Linked DNA regions of Mus musculus: regions 1, 3, 4, 5, 6 and 7 are each linked to region 2. The links are chromatin contacts, called in public HiChIP or PLAC-seq, Micro-C and promoter capture Hi-C maps. All regions are on one chromosome and are shown on one strand. The core of a region is the stretch at or near the end of the contact, and the rest is flanking DNA. Distances in the headings are between cores, read along the strand shown. Region 1 overlaps Arhgef10l (Rho guanine nucleotide exchange factor (GEF) 10-like). Region 2 holds the start of Pax7 (paired box 7). Region 3 has its middle 16 kb from the start of Gm13017. Region 4 holds the start of Akr7a5 (aldo-keto reductase family 7, member A5 (aflatoxin aldehyde reductase)). Region 5 holds the start of Htr6 (5-hydroxytryptamine (serotonin) receptor 6). Region 6 holds the start of Nbl1 (NBL1, DAN family BMP antagonist). Region 7 has its middle 82 kb from the start of Gm13021.

What was found. Promoter capture Hi-C pulls out the DNA fragments that hold promoters and counts their contacts. Hi-C and Micro-C count contacts between places; a contact is called where the count stands out from the background. HiChIP or PLAC-seq counts read pairs in DNA pulled down with a chosen protein or histone mark.
Region 1: an H3K27ac HiChIP or PLAC-seq map of embryonic stem cells shows a contact between it and region 2, with 2.6 times the contacts expected there. The contact joins the enhancer-like site here to the promoter of Pax7 in region 2. A contact is called at or near these places in 2 of 39 promoter capture datasets (both in liver) and 7 of 115 datasets of contacts at active chromatin or transcription factors (astrocytes, embryonic basal ganglia, embryonic forebrain and 4 more).
Region 3: a contact with region 2 is called in a Micro-C map of embryonic stem cells, with 3 times the contacts expected there. The contact joins the enhancer-like site here to the promoter of Pax7 in region 2. A contact is called at or near these places in 2 of 39 promoter capture datasets (the 3T3-L1 cell line and liver), 2 of 484 Hi-C or Micro-C datasets (both in embryonic stem cells), 6 of 115 datasets of contacts at active chromatin or transcription factors (embryonic stem cells, kidney and stem cell-derived neural progenitor cells) and 1 of 9 other capture datasets (embryonic stem cells).
Region 4: a promoter capture Hi-C map of embryonic stem cells shows a contact between it and region 2, with 2.0 times the contacts expected there. The contact joins the promoter of Akr7a5 here to the promoter of Pax7 in region 2. A contact is called at or near these places in 2 of 39 promoter capture datasets (embryonic stem cells and pre-B cells) and 2 of 115 datasets of contacts at active chromatin or transcription factors (both in embryonic stem cells).
Region 5: a Micro-C map of embryonic stem cells shows a contact between it and region 2, with 5 times the contacts expected there. The contact joins the promoter of Htr6 here to the promoter of Pax7 in region 2. A contact is called at or near these places in 1 of 39 promoter capture datasets (liver), 4 of 484 Hi-C or Micro-C datasets (all in embryonic stem cells) and 4 of 115 datasets of contacts at active chromatin or transcription factors (all in embryonic stem cells).
Region 6: a contact with region 2 is called in a Micro-C map of embryonic stem cells, with 5 times the contacts expected there. The contact joins the promoter of Nbl1 here to the promoter of Pax7 in region 2. A contact is called at or near these places in 5 of 39 promoter capture datasets (embryonic stem cells, liver, pre-B cells and 1 more), 15 of 484 Hi-C or Micro-C datasets (all in embryonic stem cells), 5 of 115 datasets of contacts at active chromatin or transcription factors (all in embryonic stem cells) and 1 of 9 other capture datasets (embryonic stem cells).
Region 7: a contact with region 2 is called in an H3K4me3 HiChIP or PLAC-seq map of embryonic forebrain, with 2.7 times the contacts expected there. The contact joins the enhancer-like site here to the promoter of Pax7 in region 2. A contact is called at or near these places in 2 of 39 promoter capture datasets (hippocampal neurons and liver), 3 of 115 datasets of contacts at active chromatin or transcription factors (embryonic forebrain, kidney and neural tube) and 1 of 9 other capture datasets (embryonic stem cells).

The regions. Positions count from the first base shown.
Region 1 is chr4:140,638,539-140,642,427 of GRCm38.p6, reverse strand. The region is part of intron 1 of Arhgef10l (Rho guanine nucleotide exchange factor (GEF) 10-like); the gene reads left to right. Among named protein-coding and RNA genes, the nearest start is that of Arhgef10l, 25 kb to the left of the region's middle. Within about 2 kb of position 1,502, at least 19 of the 459 cell types and tissues checked have an H3K27ac peak or open chromatin away from gene starts, as enhancers often do. A contact at or near this core is called in embryonic stem cells and forebrain, where this site is marked.
Region 2 is chr4:139,831,477-139,835,074 of GRCm38.p6, reverse strand. Pax7 (paired box 7) reads left to right here and starts at 2,107. Exons shown (of 9, transcript NM_011039.2): 1 at 2,107-2,248. The coding sequence starts at 2,164. Gm46873 (a long non-coding RNA gene) reads right to left here and starts at 1,607. Exons shown (of 3, transcript XR_001784470.2): 1 at 1,521-1,607.
Region 3 is chr4:140,404,186-140,407,971 of GRCm38.p6, reverse strand. No RefSeq gene overlaps it. Among named protein-coding and RNA genes, the nearest start is that of Gm13017, 16 kb to the right of the region's middle. Within about 2 kb of position 1,516, at least 54 of the 459 cell types and tissues checked have an H3K27ac peak or open chromatin away from gene starts, as enhancers often do. A contact at or near this core is called in embryonic stem cells, where this site is marked.
Region 4 is chr4:139,308,903-139,312,866 of GRCm38.p6, reverse strand. It overlaps Akr7a5 (aldo-keto reductase family 7, member A5 (aflatoxin aldehyde reductase)), which reads right to left and starts at 2,123. Exons shown (of 7, transcript NM_025337.3): 1 at 1,791-2,123. The coding sequence starts at 2,112. It overlaps Slc66a1 (solute carrier family 66 member 1), which reads left to right and starts at 2,159. Exons shown (of 9, transcript NM_145384.3): 1 at 2,159-2,238.
Region 5 is chr4:139,073,627-139,077,631 of GRCm38.p6, reverse strand. Htr6 (5-hydroxytryptamine (serotonin) receptor 6) reads left to right here and starts at 2,062. Exons shown (of 4, transcript NM_001377096.1): 1 at 2,062-2,199; 2 at 2,303-3,590. The coding sequence starts at 2,871.
Region 6 is chr4:139,091,358-139,094,816 of GRCm38.p6, reverse strand. It overlaps Nbl1 (NBL1, DAN family BMP antagonist), which reads left to right and starts at 1,847. Exons shown (of 4, transcript NM_008675.2): 1 at 1,847-1,990.
Region 7 is chr4:140,502,585-140,506,420 of GRCm38.p6, reverse strand. No RefSeq gene overlaps it. Among named protein-coding and RNA genes, the nearest start is that of Gm13021, 82 kb to the right of the region's middle. Within about 2 kb of position 1,655, at least 15 of the 459 cell types and tissues checked have an H3K27ac peak or open chromatin away from gene starts, as enhancers often do. A contact at or near this core is called in embryonic forebrain, where this site is marked.

The sequences.
Region 1 (3,889 bases), core at 253-2,752, 810 kb before region 2:
TGTGTGTATGTGTGTGTGTGTCCTCTCCTCAGTCAGCCTCTCTAGAAAGACCCTTGTAGATGGACCAGAAATAGGGCTCCTGGGGTTCTCTGCAATCTGTCCAGTTGAACATCAAGGTCGCCCATCACACATGTTCAGTAGGCCTCTTAGGCAGACAACATTCCTCTGCTTCCTGTTTAAGGGAGAGAGATTTATGTCCCTGTCACAAAGGGAAATGTAGGCCCTGCTTGTAGACAGAAGGGAGCAGGCAGAGACACTCCTGTCCCCTCTGCTTGCACAGGGCTGTCCCCCTGCTTGCGCAGGGCCTTTAGATCAAAAGAATTCTTACACCAGAATGACATATTTTTAGGTAACATTCTTTTTACTTATGCCTTACATGAATTTCTTTAGCGTGTGTGTGTGTGTGTGTGTGTGTGTGCGTGTGTGTGTGTGTGTGTGTCTTGATGCTTTTGTGGATGTCAGAGACAAACTAGAGGTAGTCAAGTCTTTTTCTTCTACTACTTGGGTCCTGGGGATTGAGCTCAGGTTGTCAGGCTTGGTGACAAGTGCCTTGGCATACTGAGCTTTGATGACAGGCTCACAACAGATGGCAGATGGCATTGTAATGGTGGGAGTGTTTGCCAGAGAGGAAAGAAACTGGGAGAAACTGAGATCTCACAGTCCCTTCCCAGGGCAGGCAACAACAACCACCTCAGGATATCAGCTAGATCTCACCTCCCCACCTCTGTGATCCGTTAAGCAGTAGCCTGTCTGCTGATAATTTATCTGAGACACTTGGACTGAGTGGCCACGACTTGGAGGCATTTGCCTGGGTATCCAGGGCTGAGGGCCAGACTCAGGGTAGGGAGGCCATAGTTTCAAGTCAGTGGAGGGGATAAATGGATGGAGACAGCGTGGGAGTTCAGGAAGGTTTGAGCCATACACTGGCACACATGCTCTGTGCTCCACCTACCTCAGTCTCCGTGAGTTGCCATAGTCACTTGAAGATTTTAGCAATCTGCTGGGCGAGGCTGTAGGCTCCCTGGGCCATGGGGAACCAGGGTATAGGTTCAGGTTGTGCCAGGGAGCTTGGATAAGCGTGGGATCAGGGTTATGTGTCTGAGATAGAATCAGCTAGAATTGCAAACTAAGACTTTATGCAGAGGGCGGGTGGAGGGAGGAAGAAATCAGGTGACTTGTAGATTTTTCTTTTGTATACATGGTTGGTGGCAGTGTTAGTGAATGCGCCAGTTTGTGGGGGAGTTGAGGGATGGCTTGGGGGGGGAACGGGATTTGGTTCAGCACGAGGTCACATTTAGAGGTTTGCGCAGGGGCCACATGAGAGTCTGGGAGCCCACTTGTGAGGAACCTGACCTGCATGCAGTTCTAGGGTTGGGATCTGGGAAGATCAACCCTAAGTCAGAGGTGCAAGCATTATTCTGGCTGTGTAGCCAGGAGAGGCTCCCACCACGCCCAGCTGTGTAAAGGGAGGTAGGGCAGCAAGCTACCTTGTCCGTGACCTTGGTGACCTCCTTCGGTCTTGCCAAGAGGTTGCCAGAAGTGTGCAGAGGTCCATCTGTCTGACGCCTGTCTAGTTAGCGCCTTCTGGATACAGGCGCAGATGCAGAGCAGAGATTCGCAGCTGAGGAGGGGGTAGGAGAGCAAGGGGAGGCTGGGGGAGGACTCTGACCACTCATGGGAGACCTCCGAGTCACCTGGAAGGACTTTGGGGCCGTTCAAATGTTTGGGTCCCAAGGGAATGCACAATCAGAATTTTCATCCCGAGGACCTATTGGGTGAGGAGGAAGAGGAGGAGACACAGGAAACCCTTTGAAGCTGGTACAAGCCCCCGAGGACGAGCCTGGTGTCTGAATCTTGCTTGCTTCCTCCTGTTCACTGCTCAGTTCTTTTTTTATGAAGGAGGAGTTCAGAGACTCAGAGAGGTTAAGCAACCTGCCCAAGGTCACAGAGCCTAAGAGGGTGGATGAAACACGCTTTCTCAGGTGCAGACGCAGGAGATTGAGTAACCTCAGGGAGGGGCTCACAGGACAGATCTTTCAGCCTTGAACTTTGTCTTTGTAGTCTCCCGGGCCTCTGGTGATGGGAAGCAGGGCGTGGGTCTTCCCGGAGCCACTTACTTGGTCGGATTGAAAGCTTTCAGGGCGTCAGTTTCTTGGAGTGTCCGGGAAAACCACATGGGTCAGGTCCAGGATTTGATTAACCCGGGTCACATGAGGCCATGGAGGGAGGTTGCCCCATGGGGAGCTGTGTTTCAGAGATGGCAAGCCCACACCTCATGTGGGGATGACAAGATGTCAGGCAGGTCTCAAGGACCCGCCCACTCTGAGTACAGCCTCTGTGGGCAAGCCACGCCCTATAGAGCCCCAAAGCAGGGAGACATGAACGGGGCCTACAGGGCTGGAGTCCTAACCACGGGCATCACGTCCCACCTCGGGCACCGCGTTCCACCATGGGCACCGCGGCTCACCATGGGCACCATGTCCCACCACGGGCACACCGTCCCACCACTGGCACCACAGGCACCGCGGCCCATCATCTGGTTTAGTTGTTTTGTAAGTAAGGCGCAGGCTAATTTATCTCCATTGTACAGATGAGGCGGGCAAACGTGAGCAGTCAGCCCAAAGTCGCACGGTTGCGTGTTAGGTGTGAGCACTGTCCCGTGTGACTCTGGAGCCTTCCCTTGAAACCCTGAGAGTCCCTGTCAGCCTCGGTTTATCTCGGCATGTTGCCTCCTGTTGGCATGTCACCAGGGTAGGATCTTGGTGGGTGGGGCTTTTGCCCACTTAGGGACGCCCGGTCCCTTTGTCTTCATTGGCTCGCCAGAGTCTGGTACTTAGGACTTTTCAGAGACTTTAACATATGCATTAATTATTCTGCCGTGGATTCCCCATTGATCTTGACCTCTGAATGCCTCCATTCCCCAAGTGAGAAGTAGCCTGTCTCATAGATGTTGTATTTGACCCTTCAGGACTGTTGACACCTATTGCCAGTGGAGTTTGGGGGCATCCCTATGAGCTGTGACAACTTGCAATCCACAGACTCCCCTTCCCAGCCCTTTGTTTTCCCACCCTGACTGTCGGATATCACTTCCCCCGAATGTGGGTCATGTGACTGCACCCTGGCTGGGATGGCCGGGGCAACCTGGCTCATGGTGGTGCAGACATTTGGGCAAGGGGGTAGGACACGTGAGGGAGGACTCACTCAGCAATTCCTAGAAGGTTTGGATGTTGCATCAGGGATTTTCTCTAAGCGGGGCCAAGTGTCTGCAAAGGTGGTAGGTGTAAGCAGACGGTCCCGAGTCCTGGAGAACCCACGAGCCAGAATTCTGACCTGAGTCTGTGTCAGATGGGGCTCTGGACAGTCAGCTAAGAATGCCCATCTTTGAACCTCTTAGGGAGGAATTGGGGGGTTTACTGGGATCGGAACCCAGGGTCTGTTTTCCTTCCCGCCCTGGTGCATGCCAGGCAAGTGCTCTACCACACAGGTCAGCCCCAGGCCAGTGTCTGCATGGGAAGCCCCTTTGATGGGTCTGAAGTCTAGGGACTGGCTCGGAAAAGGTGGCGAGATGCTCAGAGCTAGAAATGTTTGGCAGAATGGCTGCCATGTGAGGGGGAGCCCTTTGAGGCCCCGCTCTGAGTTGCCCTTGCCCCCTGCAGCCCCCTGAGGCTCCTCTTGGCTATGTGCCTGGTCACTGGTACTGCCCTGATGGGGAGGTCTCTGGATGTGAGGCGGGTGCTTGACCTGCATCTGTAGAGATGCCCAGGCCAGCAGACCTGGCTGGGCCCAGCTCTACTAAGCTCCTGGGACTTTGGCTTATTCATTTGTCTTTCATTCAGGAAATATTTGTCGAGATCTATGAAGGGCGGCCCCGAGAACACAACCGTCTCCA
Region 2 (3,598 bases), core at 858-3,357:
AAACTCTGTCTCCCCACCTGGCTGGTAGGTGTGACTCAGGCCGCAGAGTCTAAAACCACTTGGCCTCTCTCCTCTCCCCATTCAATCCTGCAAGCATATATTTAACAAGCTTTTCCACAGGTCTCCCATCCCCGGAAGCCCACCCCCACCCCTGCCCCACAAAGAAGTCTGATGAACCCCTCAGCTAGGAGAAAGGGTCAGTAGCATGCTGAGAGGGGCAAAGGTCACAGGTGAGGAGGAGGGGAAGGGAGAGGACACACTGAGGCCAGCCAGCAGAGAGCACCCCCAGGCCAAGACCAGACTGACCCCCTCCAAGAAGGCTGGGCAGGGCATGAGCTGGAGGACTGGATTTATTTTATTGTATTTCACCTCCAGGGCTGGGCCAGAGAGGCCCTTTACTGGAGTGTTGGAGATGTATGGGGGGGGCACAAAAGATCTGTAATGGGTGGCATCCTACCCTGCTGGGAGGGCTTTTCAACCCTAGGAATCTATGTCCTAAGGCAGAGACCACTGGTTACTGTGGCATCAGAGAACAGAATTGTGGGATCTCTGAGAGAGAGAGAGAGAGAGAGAGAGAGAGAGAGAGAGAGAGAGAGAGAGAGAGCGCAACTAATTGGGCCACCACCTCCCCAGCCCTCCAGTGGAGGAGTAGAGTTGGTGGTACCCAGCTTTATCTGTCTGTCTCCCACTCATCTCCCATCTGACTCCCAGATCCCTAGCCTTGCTGATGTCGCCTCCAGGACATTCTGAGTCCACTAGAAAGGGCTCCAAGGTGGTGGCCTAGGAGCTGGAGGAGGAGCTGGAGAGGTTATTCCCCAGGGTTTGGCAGACTCGGATTTGCCAGCATCTCTGGGGATGTATATTTTGCTGCGTTTCTCCGAGCTGCAGGAGGCCAGGCCAGGCCAGGCGCAAGCAGTAAAGCCCTGACAGGTATCAGCGAAGTCAAAATTCTTCCGGGGATGTCACCCTACTCTGTTCCGCCCAGGGAGGGAGTAGTTGTCAAGGAATGTTCAGAGCTAGTGAACTAAAAAGAGAAGGGACACGTGCGGTGGACCCTAGTCCAGGAGGCCAGAGATAGCCGGAGCGGACAGAGAAGATCCCAGCCCAAGGCCGGCTTTCCTACACAGCGGGCAGACAGCTGAAAGCCGTCCGGAGCACAGACCTGCCAGCACATCTCTGGACAACACTTAAAAGAAGTTACCCTCTCCCTCCCTCAGAGCACCCCCAGCCCACGCCATCCCTGGACTCAGAGTTTCAAATTATCTCCCTCCCCCGCGACCCCCTGAGGAAAAAAAGAAAGAAAGAAAAAGAAAAAAAAAGAACGAGGTCGAGTTGGAGATTAAAAAGGAAGGGGAAAAAATACTCGTTGGAGACTTCTTTTCGTTATCGGTCCCCTCTCCCTCCCGAACTGGCCCCCTTTCCTGCTCATGAATAAAAGAAAAGTCCGAACCTATCAGATCTCTCTGGCTGCAGCCTGCTCCCTCCCCTTCCCTGCCGTTGAGCACTTTTGCACAACTTACCCAGCTGATCGCTCGCGCCCCCTCGCTTTTCCTCTTGTGTTCCCCAACCCTGTCGCTCGGGTCACCTCCCCTCCAGTCCGAAACCCGAGCAGGAGCGCGTCCCCGTTCCAGTCCTCCGGGGGACAGGGTGTGAGGGCCAGCAGAAAGAGGCGCTGAGAGGAGGGATCGAGGGGAGGAGGGAGTCCGAGCCAGAGAATAAATATATAAATAAAGACCCAAAGAAAGCCACTCCGCAACCTCTGGGCTCAGGAACTTCGGCCGGGAGCGCGGGAGCGGGTGGCCCGCAAGGCGCAGCTGGGGACAGGGAGCCCGGCCTGCTCGGCCCACGGCAGCCGGTGTCATTCGGCTTAACTTCTGGCCGAGCCCGGCGGGTGGAGGCGGACTTGGGGTTGGAGTGTTTGTTTGTTTGAACTTCCTTGTCGCCACCTTCCACTCCTCCCGCCCCCACCTCACCCCCCCCCGCGCCCAGCTTCTGGAAGGGGCGCGTCTGCAACCGGGTGGGGGGGGGTGCAGAAGGGAGGGGGAAGAGGCTAGTGGGGGGGGGAGGGAAGAAGAGGAGAGGAGGATCGCAGCAGGGGTGAAAGGAAGAGACGCCAAGAGGTTTATCCAGCCGACTCTGGATTCGTCTCCAGCGTGCGCAGGAATGGCGGCGCTGCCCGGCGCGGTCCCCAGGATGATGAGACCCGGCCCGGGGCAGAACTACCCGCGCACCGGCTTCCCCCTGGAAGGTAAGAGAGCGCGCAGGAGGCCTTTACAGGGTCCCCCGGAGGACCTCGGAGATGGCACCCTCCAGGGGAGCGAGCAGCGGGGCTTCCTGGGCTCTGCTGGGTCCCAGTCTCCGCGTGGGACACGGGAAGTTTCTAGAGCGGACACTTGTCAGTTTCTGCGTGGACTCCGCTGACCCTCGGCCCGCGCTCCGTGGGTCACCGGCTGCCGGCCTTTCGCCGCAGGATGCGACTCCCCGGGGAATTCGCATCTGGTCCGTTTTGCGCTCCGGTAAATTCCAGGGTTTCCCACTCTTCTCTGACACAACAGAGTTCCCGGGTCTCTGCGCAGCGCCGCCGGCTTTCTTCCCTAGTTTTGAATTGGTCCCTCAAAGTCGGGATGGGGTCCCTCCAACCCCTTTTATTTCGAAATACCAACAAGCGACACTCTATTTCCACTCCACCAGACCGTCCGCTTCCTCCCAAGCAACTTACTAACTGGCTTTTTTTTTTCCCGGCCCCGACACAAACTAATTAAAAACAATGCATAGTGCCTTATTTCCCGCAAAAACAAAAACAAAAAAATTAAAAACATAACTTTTCCCTACGTCTTTCTAAAGTCTGCAAATGTCCCGGGAAAGAAACTCAAGACCAAAAGAGGGTACAGCAATCCAGGGGACTGTTTTGAGTCTCTAGCCACTCGGGGATGCAGAGGGGACCGGCCGGCGGCGATCGGCCGGGAGAGGAGAAAGGGCCCCTTTGCGCGCCCCCTCCCTTTTCTATTTAAACCTATGGAAGGCTTTCAGCCAGTCACCGAAGGGTCTTCTAGTTTCCTCGGCTCAGACAGCCCATGGTGTCTCAGGAGCAGTTAGAAACGGCGTGCCAATTTTATTTTTTAGCCGCCCCTCTTGTCATTGTGTGGGCCCCACTTGTGGGTGCGGGAGGATGGGGAGAGAAGGCGAGAAGGGGCGGTCTGGCAGCCGGCGATCTAGGGAGGGAGCCCCCTCCCTCGGGCAGCGAGAAGCCGCCGGGTCCCCGAATTAGACAGAGGCGAAGAGAGCGGGCTGCGTGATCAAGTGCGCGCGAGCGGCCACGCAGGCGGGAGAGCGCGGCAGCCGGGGATTTGCCGGAGTCCTCTCCTGGAACGAATGCAAGCAAAACAGGCGGCTAAGGACGCGCAAAGGATTAGGACAATATTTGCCCAACATGACGCAGAATACTGAGGAGAGCCGAGTGCCGGTCGCTAAAGAGGCTCTTGAATATAAAGTTGGGCGTTCGAGAGCTCTCCAGCGCTAATGGCGTACCCCGCCACGGAGACCGAGGGACTCTGGCTCGGCGACGCACGATTTCTGATTAAATCTGAGAGTGGTTTCA
Region 3 (3,786 bases), core at 267-2,766, 570 kb before region 2:
TTGGCATGCAAATGGTAATCCTTGGGGACTTTCTTTGCACAAAACTTGCTTCAATGTGGGAGCATCTCCTGTTTCCCAGGTTGGCTTCAAATACCCTGTGAAGCTGAGGATACCCTTGAACTTCTGGCTCTATTGGCTTTACCTCCTCACGGCTGGAATTCTAGAGCCTGGATTCAGAAGACGCTAGGGATGGAGACCAGGGCTTTCTGCATGCTACAGAGATCCTCCACCACCCGAGACACATCCTCCGCCTTGGAAACGGATTTGAGCTTGAGTCTACAGGTCTTACAGCTTGTGGAATTAGATGCCTTCGTCCCAATGTAGGGGAGTAAACCTCGAATTCTCAGAGATACCCAGACAGAAACCTAGGTGGCCAGCTTCCGGAGATGCTGGGGCAGGCCTCTGGGGAGGCAGAGGCTGGCAGCTGAGCCAGTTCCTCCCAAAGCCTCCTACCAGTTATGGGGAGTTTCGTAGTCCCTGTTCTATTGCTGTGAAGAGACACCATGACCATGGAAACTCTTACAAAGGAAAGTACTTAACTGGGGCTGGCTGACAGTTTCAGAGGTTAAGGGTCATGGTTATCATGGTGGGAGTACGGCAGTTTGCAGGCAGACATGGTGCTGGAGGGTAGGTGAGAGTTCTACACCAAGATCCGCAGGTCACAGGAAGAGAGAGACACAGGGCTTGGTGTGGACTTCTGAAACTTCGAAGCCCGCCCCAAGTGACACACTCCCTCCAACAAGGCCACTAATCTAATCTTCTAATCTTCTAATCTTTTCAAACAGTGCCACTCCCTAGTGGCCAAGCATTTAAATCTATGAGCCAATGGGTGCCTTTCTCATTCAACCCCCCACAGGGAGGCCAAGGGTCACATTCAAGGTCAGCTGCTCGGTCCAAACAAGGTCACACTTTGAGTGAAACTTTTTGGCTCCCCAGGTTTAATAACTACAGTGTGCCCCTTCTGGAAGGTTCCCCGTGGACCTGTAGTGTAACTTCTCTGTTCTGTGGAGGTGACAGGTGACAGAGGTCCACAGAGGTTGCCACTCCAGACTCCTCCATGCAGGGATTGGACTTGGGTCTTAGGTGGATGGAGCTCTGGGCTGACTCCCTCAGCTGCAGAGCCAGAAGGGAGTTAACAAGAGGAGTGGTGGCCCCCTCCCCCCTCCCCTGCTCAGTTTCTCACTTAGAAATGCAAATGGGGTGAGGCTCTGCTCAGAGCATTCTCCTCTTCACACCACACAGATTATCCCCTTTCCCCCAACCCCCTCTGCCAAGGAGATTGTCTAAGATTGTTTGTGTTACAAAAACCCAGAGGGGATTGAGCCATTTGGTGGACCCGTCCTACCAAACTAGGCCTCTGGGAGGAGGCTGCTTCAACAAGGAGGGATGTCCTTAGCCACCTTCTTCCGGCAGGAGGGGCTAGAGGTCCAGCGGTTCTGGGGACACAGCCTGGGCCCTCTCTGTCTTCTCCCTGTAGAGGGCCAGGGAGTTGGAGAAAAGCAGGCCTGGCTCTGGGAAGGCAGCCGGCAGGCCACACTGCCTGAGCCCATTTCCTGTCACATTAGGAGACAAGGGCTGGGCTCCAGTTTCCAGCAGCTGGTGAGCGCTTCCTGTCCCATTCCCCTCCCCTTCCCTTCCCCTTCCCCCTTCTCTCCCCCTCCCCTCCCCCTCCCCTCCCCTTCACTCCCCTCCCTTCCCCCTCCCCTCAGCAAGTCAATCAGTGATCTCTGGTGGAGCAGCTGTCTTCCAGTCAGGACAGGCTGGGGGAGAAGAGAGGCTGAGGTCAGGACAGTGCTCATTGTACAAGCTCGAGCACCTCAGTTCATCCCCAGAGCACACCTGAACACTTGCTCATATCCCAGAGCTGAGGAACCAGAGGAGGGGCAGACCCCTGGGACTCACTGGACAGCCCTTACCCAAGTTGGCAAGTCAGGTACCAGGGAGACAGTCTCCCGAAAGGAGGTAGACTCCTGAGGAAGGAGCCTGGTCTGGACCTCTGGCTAACACATTCATAGATACACACCAGCACACACACACACACACACACACACACACACACACACACACACACACTCACACATCAACACATGGATGCGTATCAACACACACACACATACACTCATGCATATATACAAACACACACACACCCCAACACCCTAAGAAAGGGAACCTGAGCCGCAGGGAGGTGAAGGGTCAGTTTGAATCGCATCAAGTTGCTGTTTTTTTTATACAACAGCAACCAAGATGGCTGCGGGTTAGTTCATCAGGAGAACACACACTTTCACTCACAGCCTTTGTGTGTGCACAGCAAAGCCACCCACAGAGCACGAGTTGAGTCCATACCTCACCCTAGCCACATCCTTTTAGCTGAGTCATTATCGTCTTCTGTGTGGACGAGGAGGGTACAGCATCGATTAATCAGCTATATCTTCTCAGTTCAGATGTCTCCACAGCAGGCACCCAGGCTCAGTTATCTGTGACAGCTAGAATTCCTGGCAAGAACCTGTTGTCTAAAAAAGCCGAGTGACTGGCTAGAATCCGAACAATCTGGAGAGGTTGGAATGTTGCAGGTTAAGAGCCATTATCTTGGAATAGCTTAGGCCCCTTAATAGGCATGTATGGCTTCTGGTGTACAAGACCTGACATCTTTTATGACTGTTAGGAAAAATCCTTTGGAATGTATGAAGAGACCCCTGGTTCTCACCAGAGGACTGTGACTATGTCAGACAGCATTTAAAGTCGATAACTGAGTCTCCCAATGTTTCAGTAACTCACCTACCTAAGGTACCAACCAATGTGTGCAAAGTGTGTTGTTTTATGGCTTGCTTTCTTCTGTGACTATAAACATTTATGAAACTGCGACCTCATTGGAACAGGGAAAGTTTGAGGTAACCTAACCCTGAGTTGCCAGGGCCTGGTCACTCAAAATTTGTTTTCAGAATAAACTATGCCTTCCTGTTCTTTGAGGCGAGAACTCGTAGCCGTTTAGATGAAACTGTTCGTCCACAAGATCATATGGGGAGAAAGCAGTCATGGGGTGGAGTGTGAGCGCATGCGGTCTCTCCCCACATCTGGCTCCATCTGGCTCCTGATGGAGACGTGAGCTCTCAGAATCCTGCCCATCAGCCATGATAGACTCTTACCTTCTGCAGTCTCGGGCCAAGTAAACTCTTCTGCCCGCTGAACTATGTGTTTCTTTACAACTTAAAAGTAACCAATAGGGGCTGGTGAGATGGCTCAGTGGGTAAGAGCACCGACTGCTCTTCTGAAGGTCCGGAGTTCAAATCCCAGCAACCACATGGTGGCTCACAACCATCTGTAACGAGATCTGACACCCTCTTCTGGAGTGTCTGAAGACAGCTACAGTGTACTTACATATAATAATAAATAAATCTTAAAAAAAAAAGTAACCAATACAGGCTGTTCTTTTTTTCTACACAAGCCACACCCACAGGCTCCAAGGCGCCACCTGGGCAGAGGGCTTTGCCTCAGCTTTAGCACTAGATACTGTGTAACAAGAGACCCAGCATTTGCTGTCTTGAGATCACAGATTTCCGGGGCCTGGCAGAAAGCCCCTGTGGGGAGGTTCCCTATGCCAAAGCGTGAGAACCTGGGTTTGAGTCCCCAGTTCCCATGTAAAGGCCAGGCAGGTGGAGTGTATCTATAACCTCCGGACTGGGGAGATGGAGACAGGAAGATTCCTGAAGCTCGTTAGCCAGCCTCCAGATTCAGCCAAAGACGCTGTCTTAAAAAAACAAAAACAAAAACAAAGATGGAAGTGGAGGT
Region 4 (3,964 bases), core at 874-3,373, 520 kb after region 2:
TATAATGAGATCTGGCGCCCTCTCCTGGCATGTGGGTGTACACGCAGAAGAGCACTCATACATTAAATAAGAAATAAAGACTGGAGATGGAACTCAAAGGGCCAGGCCTGAAAGCATGGAGATCCTTAAAGACTAAGAATTTAGGCAAGAGGGGCTGGGGAGATGGCTCAGTGGTTTAGAGAACTTACTGTTCTCACGAAGTATTCAGAGGTTCTCAGAACCACACATGTTGGTTTACAATCATGTATAAATACAGTCCCAGGGTATCCAGTACCCTCTGTGGGCTCACACATACATGCAGGTAAAAAAAAAAAAAGTTAGGGAAGAGACACGGGGGCCTGAATGTGTTCCTTGAAAGCCATCAATCTTAACACAAATCCCTTTCAGACCCTCAGAAGCCTGTAATGCAAGCGTACTGTAGCTGCTCCTCAGTGCTCTGCACTGTTTCTTCCCAGATATGGAACCAACTACCTGGACTGATGGACGACGGCGGAAGGATGGATGGATTCTGGCAAGAACAAGGGGAGCCCTCTGATCCCACAGGATAAAGGCTAGAAGACCACAGCATCTCCTTACTACAACACCCGCCCCAGCCCCAAGGCATTCTTTCTGTAACCTTTTGCCTGAGGACTTTGGCCCATTGAGTCTTCAGAAGCAGAAATGGGCTAAAGAAGGGGGGGTTGGGGGAGAAAACTGAAATGTTCATTATCAGTAATGTATGTCATCCAGGTGAACTCTACAGCATTCGGCTTGAGAGATCCACTCACTTAAGTGAGCTTTACCCCATGTGAGTCTATGGAGCCCACTGTACAGGAACCGGGAGGAAGAACCTCAGAACAGGTAAAAGTGAGGCCTCTTTACGTATCAGGCACCCTCCTGAGACTCCAATAGCTTCAAGCAAATGAAGGGCGGTTCCCCTCCCCTTCCAACGCGGGACACGCGTCACTGATCACACACGTACTTTGCAACTCTCAAACTCCATATTCCAATAGCTAGGATTGCAGTCTCCGGTGCACCCTACTTACACTGTAGGGCCCATCCCCAGTTCTCTATGGGCTCTGCCTACTGCTCTTCCCGACAAGCTACTCTTTCCTGCACTCCTCAGCAATCGCGGCTACAGTCTTCCTCGTTGGACCTTTAACTCTCCGTGGAGAAATCACTTCTCCCACGGTAGCCTACAGAGCTACAGAGTTTGCCATTGTAAGACCTGGCACAGAGAATGGGCACAAAGGCCGAAATGCCCTCTCCCGACGCCACCTTTCCGCCCCTGCCCCCAGCTGGGCCCTAGGCATTGTTGCCACAGGTCTCCTTGAGATCCACAGGTGCTGTCGACTGCACGGGACAAAGTCTAGTCCGGACAAAAGACCGGAATGATAAGCATTCTCCAGGAGCGCAGAGGTGGTGAGGGCAAGAGGGGTAGGCACGAACAAAAAGCCTGGTGGGGATGGGGGGCGTGTCGGGGGTGGGGGGGCGGCTATGGACAACGGTTGGCCGGGAGGCAGGGATTGCGGTAGGAAGCAAAGCGCCCAGAGTAGGCTAAACATTAGCGTAGGAAGCTTCCTCGCACCCGCCTCGGTAGCTGCAACTAGAAGTTTCTAAGGAGAGGCGGGACAAAGTTCAGTTCACTAGTTCAGGACTCCAGTTGCCTTGGGAGCTTGGGGTAGACCCAGCTGTGGATCCGGAGCTTCCGAAGCTCCTGGATGCAGATCCTGGCTGGTGCACGCCGGTTGCGGGCACCGGCTCAGCTCTACTCGGTGCGGGGGGCGGGGGAGGCCGGGTGCAGCGGTTACCTGTGCAGTCGCCGCTGCCCAGCCCGAGCCCCAGGCCGCCCAGGATGTTCTCGGACTGGCCGTCGCAGTACATGAAGGCCGTGTCCAGCTCGCTGTGGCCGCGCTCCAGGAAGGCGCGGACCGAAGCGGCGCTAGCACTCGCATCCATGCGACGCCCCATCTCCATGGTGCCCAGCACCGTAGCGGGCCGGAGAGGGGCGCCAGAGGCGGCGCGGGGTGGCGGAGGCCGGGACATGGCGAGAGGACGCCCGACCGAAGTCCCGGAGCGCTGCGCGGAGCGAACAGCAGCGCGGCCCACGGCTCTGGACGCTGCACGCAGCATGGAGACTGCGCCTGCGCACTCGAAGCTTCAGGCTCCGCCCACGGCGGGGGGCGGGACTTCGCGGAGGTCAGCTGATCCCGGCGGGCTCGGATCCTGAAGCTGACACCGGCTGTGGATCTTGAACTGGTGAGGATGAAGGGGGCTGGCGGCTGTCCCGGGCTGGGGGGTCGGGACTCCAGACGCGCCCAGCTAAGTCTTTTCTACACCCTCCTCCAGCTCTGCACGGTCCCCGGCGCTGGTCCCCTCCTGGGGAGCGGGATCGTGGGTCTCTGCCCAACCTGGCCAGGGATCCGGGACGGCCCCACTTCTTACCTGCAGGTCCTTGCCTTCCGGCCTCTCGGCTTCCCTGGACTGGGCGGCCTTGTTTTCCCTGCTCTGGGTGGGGGCCTCGCGGCGCTTGCCCCAGCCGCTGCCCTATCATTATCCCTCCGAACCCGCAGAGTCACCGGAAGGAGTTAGAGCCTTGGTTTGGAGGCCAGGAATGGGTAGGATCCCGGAGCCATTGCGCTCCCCTGACACATTCTCCGTAGCTCTGCAGGTAGGGAACCCAGAATGTCCCATTCCTCGCCAAGCTCACCGCAGGATTCCACAGAGGGCTGGTTAGAAATGTGAGGTAAAGGCAGGCGGATATCTGAGTTCGAGGCTACCCTGGTCTACAGAGCTAATTTCAAGGCAGCCAGGGGCTACACAGAGAAACCCTGTCTCAAACTGCTCCCGTTCCCACCTGCCCAAAAAAGAAAGAAAGAAGTGTGTAGTTTCAGGTTCACTTCGTGTGTACTCCATGCTACAATGTGGTCCAGGGGGCTACAGCAAGAACAGAATATTACTGTTGACTGTGCCAGATAGGCTTTGGTGGGAAGCACCTTCCTGGCTTTGCTTGGAATTGGGGAAGAGCTGGATGTGGCAGGAGATACTGTCTCCTGGCCAGCCTTTACGGACATGAGCCGCGAAAGCCAATCCCCTAGTGGGGAATGTATGTAGCTCAGTGGTAGAGCACTTGACTAGCGTGGGATATGGAGGTTTGGCCTGGGTTTTATTGTAGTCTGCATGCAGTTTAGGAGGTAAGTAAGTGCCTTTTAGGATTTCCTTCATTGTATACATCAGAATGCTGAAACTCCAACACTTGCCCAGAGCGACATCTCAGCCCTGGGCCCGCTCAATTTACAAGTTTCCTTGCATACGCTTCCCGCTCCCGCCTCCCCTCTTTTTTCTTGTTCTGTTTCTTTCCTCCTTTTTTTTTTTTCTCTTCATCATGCTTCCTTCCCTCTCCCTCTCCCTCTCCTTTACATTTTCCGAGCCTTTTGTTGTACAGCTGGTGCATCCAGACCCACGAGACTGGGAAGGATACAGACAGGGGAGAGGGGAGAGAGACTTGCTTGAAGAACACTGGTTAACAGGGACAGTGTTGCCTCTTCTCCAGGATTGTGTTCCAGGGGACTGGAGGCGGTGGCGGCAATGTCCCTTGGATAGGCAAGTTAGAAATGGGTCAGGGTATCTCTACTAGGCATTTGTGATAGAGAAGGATTCCCTAGAGGAAGAGAGAGGCTGTGCAGGTGCCTGGGACTCTGAGGACCTGGGGCAGGAGATGAGGTTAGGAGGGTCATTCTTGGGGTCCTTAGGACCTTGCCTCTGTGATTTTGAACTTGATCCAGTATCAGAATGGAACCTGCATCTGCTTTGGTGGGGAGCACCTGCCTGGCTTTCCTTGGAGTTGGAGGGGAAATGGGCGTTGTAGGAGATTGTCTCCCCGACCAGCCTTTAAGGACATGCACCATGAGAGTCAGAATCCTTCATACTAGTGGGGGATACAACTCAGCATTAGACCATTTAACTAGCATCTATGAGGTCCTAG
Region 5 (4,005 bases), core at 813-3,312, 760 kb after region 2:
CACACACACACACACAGAGGCACACACTTCACTATACACATACACCATACACACACACACACACACACACACACACACACACACACACACACAGGCACACACACAATTCCAAAACAAAAGAAACCCTTTGCTACAGGATTGCAGAGATGGCTCAGTGGTTAGGAACACTGGCTGCTTTTCCAGAGAAGCTGTGTTCAATTCCCAGCACCCACATGGCAGCTCACAACCATTTGTAGCTCCAGTCCCAGGGGATCCGATGCTCTCTTCTGGCCTCCACAGGCACCAGACATACATGTAGGCAAACAATCGTAGGCAGGAGAAAAAATAAAAGAAGAAGAAGAAGAAGGAGACGGAGAAGAAGAAGAAGAAGAAGAAGAAGAAGAAGAAGAAGAAGAAGAAGAAGAAGAAGAAGAAGAAGAAGAAGAAGAAGAAGAAGAAGAAGAGGACGAGGAGGAGGAAGAGGAGGAGGAGGAGGAGGAGGAGGAGAAACCTTTGCCAGCATTATAGATCAAGTAACAGATTATGACGATAAGCCCTGATTCCCATGCTGCAAACATATCTCCTGCTGCTGTGTTAGGCACACCAGGGCTATGAGAGGCACCTCAGGATGAAACGCCAGTGAGAGACACAGAAGCCAACAGCTAGCACCGACATAGGACTGTCAAGCTGTTGGAGCACACAGTGTCATCTAATCTCCCCTGACACCCCGTGAGTCAGACACGGAATTCTGCTAACTGTGGCTGGAGAGAAAAGAAGGCCAAGGGATCAGCCGCCACCGGCCCTGAATGCGCAGAACCTACTGAGCATCAGAGCTGGGATCGCAAGTGGGTCTCTGACGCTCCATCCAGGGGTGACCTTCTGTTTCCTCAGGCCTCACAGTGTGGAGTGAAAGACAGGGTCCGTCTTTTGGGTGCTGCGGCTGACTTCACCCACCTTTGGGTGTGAGTGGATACCGTTGATCTGCGGATTTGGACACCGGGCATCTTAAGCACCTTCTGCCTTGAGCACCTGGCGGAACTCGGTTCCACCAGATCCTTGGTTGCCTGGTGCTGGAGACCTCGGTAGAGGCTCTTGACCTCTCTGAGCCTCAGCGTAACACCTTCTTCCTGGTATTTATATTTCTGGCATGTATATTCTGGCTTTATAGTTGGGGGTAGGAATCTGGGTAGAGATATTCCAGGACAAACCAAGGCCATGAACGCAGTGGGCTCTTCTAAGTGGGAGGTATTTCCATTTCAAAAAAGATACGTGTCAGGTTCTCTTCACACTGCTGTACATTTTCTCTCCTCCTCCTCCTTTCCCTCCTCCCCTCCCTCTTCTTCCTCCCCCCTTTCCTATAGAAATGACCACTTTACGTTTCCTTTGCCCATTTCTTGTCCATTTCCTTCCACTAGAATGGAAGTTCACAGATGGGAAGCGTCATCTAATGTCGTGGTGTCCAGATAGATGGTCCAGAGCAGTACCTGGTACCTACAAGGTGTGAAGAAAACTTGGTCATCACTAGGAGGCGCTAGGCCCTACCCCTGTTTGCAGTGACTACCCTTCCAATGGCTTGGAGATTCCCAAATCCCTCACACTGAGACTTGGAGCGCCAACAGGTCAGGGAGGGGGACCTTCACCAAAATCACTCAGTGTTGTTAGAGAACTGGCAGGGTTGATCCAAAGGTGAAGTGTGGTAGAAATTATTTACCCATTGTATAGATCCAGCAGCTGAGGCTCAGAGGGATCTCAAAGGACTTGCTCGGTATTTCCCAGCTGACTTCTCTTGAAAGCTCGGTGATTCTTACAGTGAGTGGCTCGACCCCCATTGGGGAGCAGTCTCCGGGTACATACAGGTCACGTCCCCCTTCCTTGACTTCTGCCTGCGCCATCACCACATGTGGGCAGGGGAGCCACAGGCGAAGGTGTGGGGGCTGCGGGCGCCCGGGAGCGCTTGGAGCATCCTTCTCCAGGCCTAGGGTACCACAACCCCGCTCGCCAGCTAAGAGGGGCTCGACTCTGCCCGCCCACCGCGGGGCGGGGCGGGGCGCACGCTCGGAGCCTCCGGGACCGCGCGTGGCTGAAGCGTCGCGGGCTCCTGCGCACCATCTCCCCGGCTCGGGAGCCCTATGCCCGCCGCGCCACCAGCCGCTGCCTGTAGTCTCCAGCCCCGCGGCGCTTGCCGCAGTCGCCGGCAGCGGATCACCCGCGAGCGCCCAGGTAGGGAGCGCGGGCGGGAGGCGGCCAGGCGAGCCGGCGCGGCCGGGAGGGCGGAGCGCCGCGCCGCGCTGCGCTCCTCTGCCAGCCCTCTCTCCCCCACCAGGTCTGGCCCGGCCCGGTCCGCGGCCTCCGGTACCCGGGATCCTTCAGTGCCTAGGGGAGAAAGGAGACCTGCTTTCCGCCGCCGAGCTGCGCTCCTGTTCTTGGGCCACCCCATTGCGACCCCCACGCGCGACAGCTCGTGATCAAGCGTACTCACACGCCCACCCTCCTCAGAGAGACTGCCCCGACCGGAAGGCGGGAGTTCGCCTCCTGCTCCCACCTCCCCAGCCGTGCCTCTGGCCAGGAGCCCCACCCCCATCCTTAGGCATCCCCGGTGGCTCTATTCCATTCCAGGGCTCTCATCCAGCCCCAGCCCAACTTTCATGGACTCGGCGCATCGGTACCCCTCCCCAAACTTCTTACCCGAGTACTCCAGGTGGCCCCGCCATAGGAGGCGCCCCTACAATCTCTCCCCGACCTCTTGTAATGGTTGCTCGGTGACCTAAGAACCCTGTTTTGCCACCTACTCCTCTGAGGTGCAGTTTTTACCCATCTTGCTTTCTCTTCCTTTGGCTTCACCCTGTATCCGCATTCACCATATCCTGTCCTGGTCCTCAACCCTAGTCCCCATGGTTCCAGAGCCCGGCCCTGTCAACAGTAGCACCCCAGCCTGGGGCCCCGGGCCACCGCCAGCCCCAGGGGGCAGCGGCTGGGTGGCCGCTGCGCTGTGCGTGGTCATCGTGCTGACGGCAGCCGCCAATTCGCTGCTGATCGCGCTCATCTGCACGCAGCCCGCGCTGCGCAACACGTCTAACTTCTTCCTGGTGTCGCTCTTCACGTCGGACCTGATGGTGGGATTGGTGGTGATGCCCCCAGCCATGCTGAACGCGCTGTATGGGCGCTGGGTGCTAGCTCGCGGCCTCTGTCTGCTTTGGACCGCCTTCGACGTGATGTGCTGCAGCGCCTCCATTCTCAACCTCTGCCTCATCAGCCTGGACCGCTACCTGCTCATCCTCTCGCCGCTGCGCTACAAGCTGCGCATGACAGCCCCGCGTGCCCTGGCGCTCATCCTGGGTGCCTGGAGCCTCGCCGCGCTGGCCTCCTTCCTGCCCCTCTTGCTGGGCTGGCATGAACTGGGCAAAGCTCGAACATCTGCCCCGGGCCAGTGCCGCCTATTGGCCAGCCTGCCTTATGTCCTCGTGGCGTCCGGCGTCACCTTTTTCCTGCCTTCGGGTGCCATCTGCTTCACCTACTGCAGGATCTTGCTGGCTGCCCGCAAGCAGGCGGTGCAAGTGGCCTCGCTCACCACGGGCACGGCTACGGCTGGCCAGGCCTTGGAAACCTTGCAGGTACCCGGGGTGGGTTTGGGAGACCTGGCTTTCGGGATGGGGAGAAATAAACCGCCCTTGGGAAACCACTGGGTGACTGCCTCATAGTTAACAGTCGTTGCTAATCCCCCAAGGCCGGTGGCTATGGCTTTCGGATGAATTTCAAGCTCTGACTGTGGTGGGATATGCGGGCTGTGGTGAGCTGGGTATGGAGGAGGAAGCTGGCATGCTTCTCTGTGACGGGCCCCATCCTGTATCACATCTGGGGAACTTAGAAAGCACCCTCTTCCCCTCGTATTCACACACCTTTTTCTGGGCCTGTTGGTCCTGTCTTCGAAATAAGCATGCCTTTGCTGTCCATCCCTAGTCTAAGCCACTGTCACCTCTCACCAGGGAGCTCACTTTCCCAGAGCCAAAGTGACTGAAAAGAAGTTGG
Region 6 (3,459 bases), core at 598-3,097, 740 kb after region 2:
ATATATTTAGTTAGTTAGTTAGTTATGTAGTTAGTTAGTGTGAGTGTGTTTGTGCTCACACTTGTGCCATAGCACACATGTGGGGGGGGGTCAAAGGTCAGCTTGCAGGTGTCAGTTCTCTCCGATCTTATGGGTCTTGGGGATTGGACTCACGTTGTTAGGCTCAGTTGTCAGTGACCTTACTCACTTAGCCATCTTATCAGCTCCTGTTTTGTTTGAGTCAGGGTCTCACATTGCTCAGGTCAGCATGTAACTAGTAGAAGCTGGTCTTGAACTCCTGGCCCTTTAGTCTCTACCTTTCAAATGTAGGGATTACATGTCTGCTGGGAATGGGTTGGGCTCTTACAGAATCTACAGAATGTAGACATCCACTCTTATCCTGTCCAAGGTCTGAAGTGAGATGGCTGGCAACCTTTGGCTGTAAAATGGCCTACACATGCCACAATGTAGCAAGGCTGGGTTCTGCCAAACCTTAGCTTCTGCACTTTATAACTTTTTGATGAACTACTCAAGTTGTCTCTGGGCCCTCTGCATTTATTAAATGGGAGATAACACGGAAACAAAATGAAGGGCTCTGCCCTCAGGGAGCCGATGGAGAAGATCATAAAGAGAGATTAGCACGAGCAGATATGTATCCCAGGCTGCAAGATCACTCCTGGAGGAGGAGGAAGTGTACGTCACCTGAGCAGCTTGGGAAAGTTTTCCACCTGGTAGATGAAGGATGCATTGAAAGGGAGACGAAGGGCGGCAGAAAACTCTAGGCTGAAGAACAGCACAGCAGCTAGGATTGAAGAGCAGATCGCCTGGGGCAGCCATGGTGTGGCCACTAAGTCACTAGGAGGCTTTCTTGCCACTCCCCACTCTCCATGCTTGGCACCTTGGAGACATCAGATGAGCAGGGCTGAGTGCATTCAGGCGTGTGTAACTGATACGGATAGGTCTCTAAGTCTGGACATTTTGTTTGATGGTGCAGTGGGCTATCACCTTCAAGGAACAAAGGCGCCCCAATACCGTCTTTCTCTTCTTTGTACGGTGGCCTGGAACTTGCTATTTTAGTTGACTGTGGGCCTTGCGTGGGCACCACTAGACCCAGTATAGAGGATGCTAGGGATGGAGGTCGGGGTTTCCTGCATGCTAGGAAAGCACTGCTATACTAAGCTACAGCTCCAATCCAGAGCACTCTTCTTACACCAATAGACCAGGCTACACCAGTGCAATCCACCTTATTGGATTTAGAGAGCTAGCCTCTCCCTGAGGGGAACCGTGCTGTCCTCTTTTCAAGGAGCCCTAGTGAGTCTGTGTTTTGGCCTCTCAGCCCTTTCTCTGGATGCTCCGGCTAAGTTGTTTGGAGGCAACTGAAGGTCAAGGGGCAAGGACACAGCGGAGATCAGAACTCAACCTCCCGAGGGAAGAACAGGCACAGCGTAGGATGGATCCCGGGTGTTGGAACCCCCAATAGGTTGGAGCGCCACACTCAGCTCGTGTCCAAAGCCAGGCTCCCACTCCAAGAGTTCCAAAGACCCACTATTGTCACTCCAAGGCCTGGCAAGATCTGACTGCCTAGAAAAGCCAGGCGGAGGGGAATCGAAGCCTGGGAAGCGGCCGGACGCTTGGCTCGTGCCCTTTCATCCCTGTCCCGGCCGTCGGGGAGCGGGGCCCATGGCTCGGGCGCCCCTGCTCACGAGTGGAGGGAGCGGCCCTCGCTCGCTCGCTCGCCCGCCCTGCCCGCGCGTCCCTCCCCTCGTCGCCGCTGCCCCCGCCCTCACTCCCTATTTGGAGCTGAGACACCCTGACGTCGGAGGCGCTCGGCCCGCCGCTCCCCCGCGCCTCGCGCCCGCCCGGGGCCGCAGACGGCCAGCAGCGCAGCCCAGCCGAGCCTCGCGGGGCCGCCCCAGCCCGAGGACCCCGGGCCTGCGACCCCCGCGGCTCGCACCCCACTTTCTAGGACCCCCAGGAGGACGCGCCGCGCTCCCCGCGGCCGCCGCGCGCGGTAAGTCTCGCCCGGGCCCGCATGCCGGAGCGGGGCAACCGGAGCCCCTTTGCTCCGGCGACCCGCAGTGTCCCCCGAGTCCGGCAGTCCCTCTCCGCTCCCCTCCAGCTCGCGACCCTCGTGTTACGCAGCCCGGCGGCCAGCCAGGCGCCTCCGATCGCCCGCGCTGGGGACGTGGGCGCGGCTCCCCGGTGGCCAGGGGGCACCGGCGGCGTCCGGAGCCGGTCGCCAGCCGCGCCCCGGGGCTCCGTTTCTTGTAGGAGTTTCACCGCCAGGACTGAGAGTAGGAGGGAGAGCGTCGCCCGGCAGGCGCCGGGCAGCGCTGGTACACTGGACTCACGCGTCCTCTGGATCTATCCTGGTCCCTTCTTAGCTGCTGCTCATTTGGTCCCTGTCTCCCATCCACAGGTTTCTGGCTCTCCATCGCTCCATTTCCTCTCCCCCGTGCTTTTTTTATTCTGTCCCTCTCGCCTCGATTTTCACTTTCTCTGGGCTTGTGTCTCTACTTTCGTGTTGTCTCTCTGTTTTCTCTCGGTCGCGCAGAGCCTCCCGACCTCCACTCTCCAAATCAAAGCATCCTGCCGGAGCTTCTGAGGCGCGGTCCCCCAGCTGGGTTCGTGGAGAGTGCCTCTGGCACTACAAAAGACCCCAATTCCTCTTCTTCCCTGCTCGAAAGTCTGGCCGGTGTCACCCACCCCCACTTGCAGGGGCAGAGAGGGAGAGAGAACAAGCGTGAGCGCCCGCCTGCCTGAGCTAGCTGGCGTTTCCAGCGGGGAGAGCCTTGTAAGCATTCCACCCCAGTGAGGCAGTGTTCACCGCAGGGCTCTGTTGCCGGCCACCTGCCCTCCAGCCGGCTCTGGCTCCCGGGCCAGGCGATGATCTTTTACAAGCGTCACTAAAGGGGGCAGCTGCTTGCCTTGGCCTGGCTGGGGGTGGGGGTGGGAAGTTGGGAGGCATCAAGGGAGAAAGCCACATTTCCAGGCTTTCCAAGGCCTTGCCCAGCTGGAAGCCACCAGCCTGCAACTCGGAACACCCCAGGAAAACAGCCTATTGGCACAGGCTGAGGGTGGGGAAATAAGTTGTCAACAGGCAGCCCCCCACTCTTTGTCACTGAGCAGCCAGCCTCCTGAGACTCCCACGGATGCTGGAACTATTTGGGCGGGTTTGCCTTGACTTAGAGCCAAAGAAGAGACAAGGCCGGGGCGTTTCCTTGGTGACCCCCCACCCCTCTCCACCCTTCCCTGAAAAGCCAGACCTCTCTCCTGGGCCTGTGTGCTGGAGGGGTAGACAGGGGAGTGGATGCTGTATCTTAGCCAGAGGTACAGCCTCCTTAAAGTGAAATTTCAGCTCCTTCCTCCTACTGGCAACCCCAGGGGTCGGAGGCTGCGGGGTGGGCAGGGTTGTTGGTGAAGTCTGAGGGGAACTTCTGTTGAGCAGATGTGTAGCTCTGCCCTGCAGCCGGTAGTTAG
Region 7 (3,836 bases), core at 406-2,905, 670 kb before region 2:
ATGGTTGTAAGCCGTGAAGACTGTCAGGGTGGCTCACCTGTGGGTGGGGCCAGAAACATGGACAGAGTCTGGGGCCCAGAAGACTTCTGTTAAACAACTCTGTCTGGGAGGCTGCACAGATGTCTCAGGGGTTAAGAGCACTGGCTGTTATTCCAAAGGACCAGGGTTTGATTCCCAGCACCCAGCACTACTGTCAGTGACTCCAGTTCTCTGTGATCTGACTCCTTCTTCTGGCCTCTGCAGGTACCTGGCATGTACACGATGACATTCATACACATAAAATAAAATGTATACAATTAATTAAAGAGCCCTGTCTGGTGAGAAGGGAGACCCTAAGGTCAGCTGCAAGGGGACCAGGCACCACCATGAAGCAGGTCTTTCTTGACAAGGCTAAGGCTGTGCAGGTTCTAAGTTCAAGTCCACGGGTCCTTCAGCTCCATTCCAGAAGGTGTTATAAGTTTTTCTTGGCCTGAGCCCCACACAGGGATAGACAGTCTTCTACCCCTGTTATTTCTGCTAAATTAGGTGACAAGGCTTTTTTCCTTTGGCAAATTCAGGGACATGCATTTATAGGCTGTTTTGCATAAATCAGGGTCTCATTTGCATCTATTTGCATGTTTCCCTTGTATGTGGTTCAAAAAGGCCCAAACTGAGCCTGTGTAAAATGAAGCGGGTGCGCCCTATCCACCCTTTGAGCTGACCTGTCTCTCTCAGGCTGCAGTACAGGTGCTCAGGGGCTCTGTTCAGCCTGGGGAGAACTCTGGGCCAGTTCTCCCTCTGGCTTTTCCAGTTTCCCTGAGCCAGACATCTTGATGTGTCCTCTGGTTGGTTGGAGTTGGGCTGCTGGGATCGGCTTCCTGCCAGCTCATGTCTAGCCTCCCAGACATCAGACAGACCTGAGATTCTGTCTCTAAGGTGAGGTTCTCAGGGGACAAGGGGAGGAACCTCTCATGTTGGCTTCCAGGGCCCTTGAGCACAGGCTGGAGCAGGCTGGAGCAGATCAGAGGCCAAGGGGAGGGGCCCAGGGCTCAGAAGCCACTGATGTCCTCTCCATGTGGCCAGTCTGTGAGGCACTGGTGGGGCGGGGGGGGGGGAGGAGGAGTAGGGACGGGAATCCCATTAACTTATTGTGTCCTAAATCAATTTAATGGGAGCTTCCGACGACTCCGATTTGATTTTTTCCCTCTCAGTATTACAATTATCAGCGTGATGCGAACGGCAACTCAAGCTTGAAATGGGACACGGTGGCAGGGGCTGTCAGAAAGGGAGCAGGCCCAGATTACACCAATTATCGAATATTTTACTAATTAGACACTCGGTGCCTCTCTCGGGTTTACGGCGTGGGGATGGGGTGTTCAGCCTCACACTGTCATCTACCACATGCTAGTTCTTGTCTAGGGAAGCATGGCCGAGGCTGGGATCCTTCATGGACAGACTGACGGATGGACAGACAGATGGACACACACACACACACACACACACGCGCACACACACACACACACAGAGAGAGAGAGAGAGAGAGAGAGAGAGAGAGAGAGAGAGAGAGAGAGAGAGAGAGAGAGGAAAAAAGAGACAAGAGAGCTGGGATGCAGAGCTTGTGTGAGGATGTCAATCTGATCTGCAGTATCCTCCCCCTCCAAAGCCTGCTGCTTCTTGCTGGGAGGGAAGGGTACCCCACGCTCCGCTCTATGCATTAAACCAGTGCTAGGAAGCAGGGTGTCAGCTGACAACCCGTTTCACAGCTTTTGAAACTGAGGATCTTAGCAGCCTGCTAACCAGACTCCCTTGACACACGGCCAAAGCTTATAAGAGGTCTGTAGGTCCTTCTGCCTCACCAGGAAATGCCGCTAACCGGAGCTTGCTGCACCCGAAGGTACAGCTTGCAATCTCAGTCTCCTCCCGGATCTATCTCCCTGAGCTCCCGTCTCAGGGCAGCTGTTCCTGTACACACAAGCCGCTCTGCTCGCCGAGTTTTGTTATCTTTATCAAATTAGTTTACAGCAGCTACTATGGCCACCTAATTAAGACATTTCCCAGGGCCCTGTGTTGGCTGCTTAATGAGGCAGAGCTGCTGGACTTGGGTTCCCTGTGTCCCGGGGTGAGGAGGGATTACAGGTGTCAGAGTGTGACCGGGGGTAATTGCCTGCACACCCCACACTGAGCCTGAGCCTGCTGCAGACGGCAGGGAAGGGGGTATGGACAATGACGGGCCATGGACCTGTGCCCCAGGCTGTCAGATGGAACCCATGTTCTGGTGTCTGTCCCCTTGTTAATTCTGTAAGCTATGGAGATCTCCATACCTGCAAATGATCCAGCCCTGAGGCAGGATGCTCTCAATTTGGAGGGTGAACTTGGTTTCTGTAAGTTAGATTTGTTGTTGCTGCTGTTGTTGTTGTTGTTGTTGTTTTAGTCAGGGAATTGGGGTTGGAAGTTAGGAGGCCAATTAGGGGCTGGGCAGTTCTGCAAGCCAGTGAAGATGGCCTCCAACAGGGAAGAAGGCGGAGGCTCTCGTTAAGGGAGTGTGTGTCTGGTCAGTGAGGCAGTGTCAGGGATGGCCTCCTTATCTCTGGTTTGTACATGAGACAGAGATAGTTAGCTTTGCCTATCCTTCACCCCTCCACTTCCTAGCCATCCATCTGCAATTCATGCATGCATGCATGCATCCATCCATCTACAATTCCTTCATCCGTCTTTCCACCCATTCATCCACCCATCCATCCATCTGCAATCTCTTCATCCATCCATCCATCCATCCATCCATCTACAATCCCTTCATCCATCCTTTTACCCATCCATCTACAATCCCTTCATCCATCCATTCCCCCATTCGCCCACCCACCTATCTAACCACACATTCATCCATCCATTCACCCACACATGCATACATCCATAAATCCATCAATCAATCCAGCCATCTATTCCTCCATCCACCCACCCACTCATCCATTCATTCCTTATCTACCCAAGGATCCATTGACCAATTCGTAGATTGATCCATTTACCCATCCATCCACTCACCCACCCACATATTCATTGATTGACAAATTGACTGACAGATCAATGTACCCCTCCATCAGCGTATCTATCCATTCTCCCATCTGCGAACTTACCCATCGATCTACCCACTCGTCCATTCACACACTCATGCATCCGTCTATGCATGAACGTATCCGTCTATGTACCCATTGATCCATCTGCCCACCCATCCATCCAACGCATGGTACATACACTTCTGTGCACACACCGCCCTATACAGGGAATAAATGCCTGCACAAGCAGACCTCACCTATGTGCCCACTGAGCAGGCAGTCAGCCTCCTTGGGATTTAGTTCCACGCTTGTTTACATCGAGATCCATCAAACCTTGAGCCAGGCTCGAAAAGTCAGAGGCTCTTTATTCACTTGTGATAATGTGGGTGATGATAACATGGGTGATAATGTGGGTGATAATGTGGATTCGGTGAGAGCTGACTTCACGTCTTAGCCCAGTTGGTTTGGTGGCTTCCTGGTTGTCCCTACTCTGATGCTGTTGGAGCCCTAGGGAACGTGCATGCATGCGTCCCTGGAGTCTCAGCCTGTGTCTCCGCCACTGCTCTAGACACACAGGATCTGCCTCTGTGGATTCGGAACGGTTTCCTTCACCCGTGAAAAGGGAGTAACAATTACAGACACAACAATAACTGTGAGCTCATGGTTGAGGGCTCAGGACGGGGCCACACCCTTCCCAACAACTCTAGCCCAGCAGGCACTGTCCTGTCACTGTGCCTGTTTTAAGGAGCTAGAACTGCAGCTCAGCAAACCCAAGCGTGCTACCCAGGAGCGAACAGCTAGCAAAGT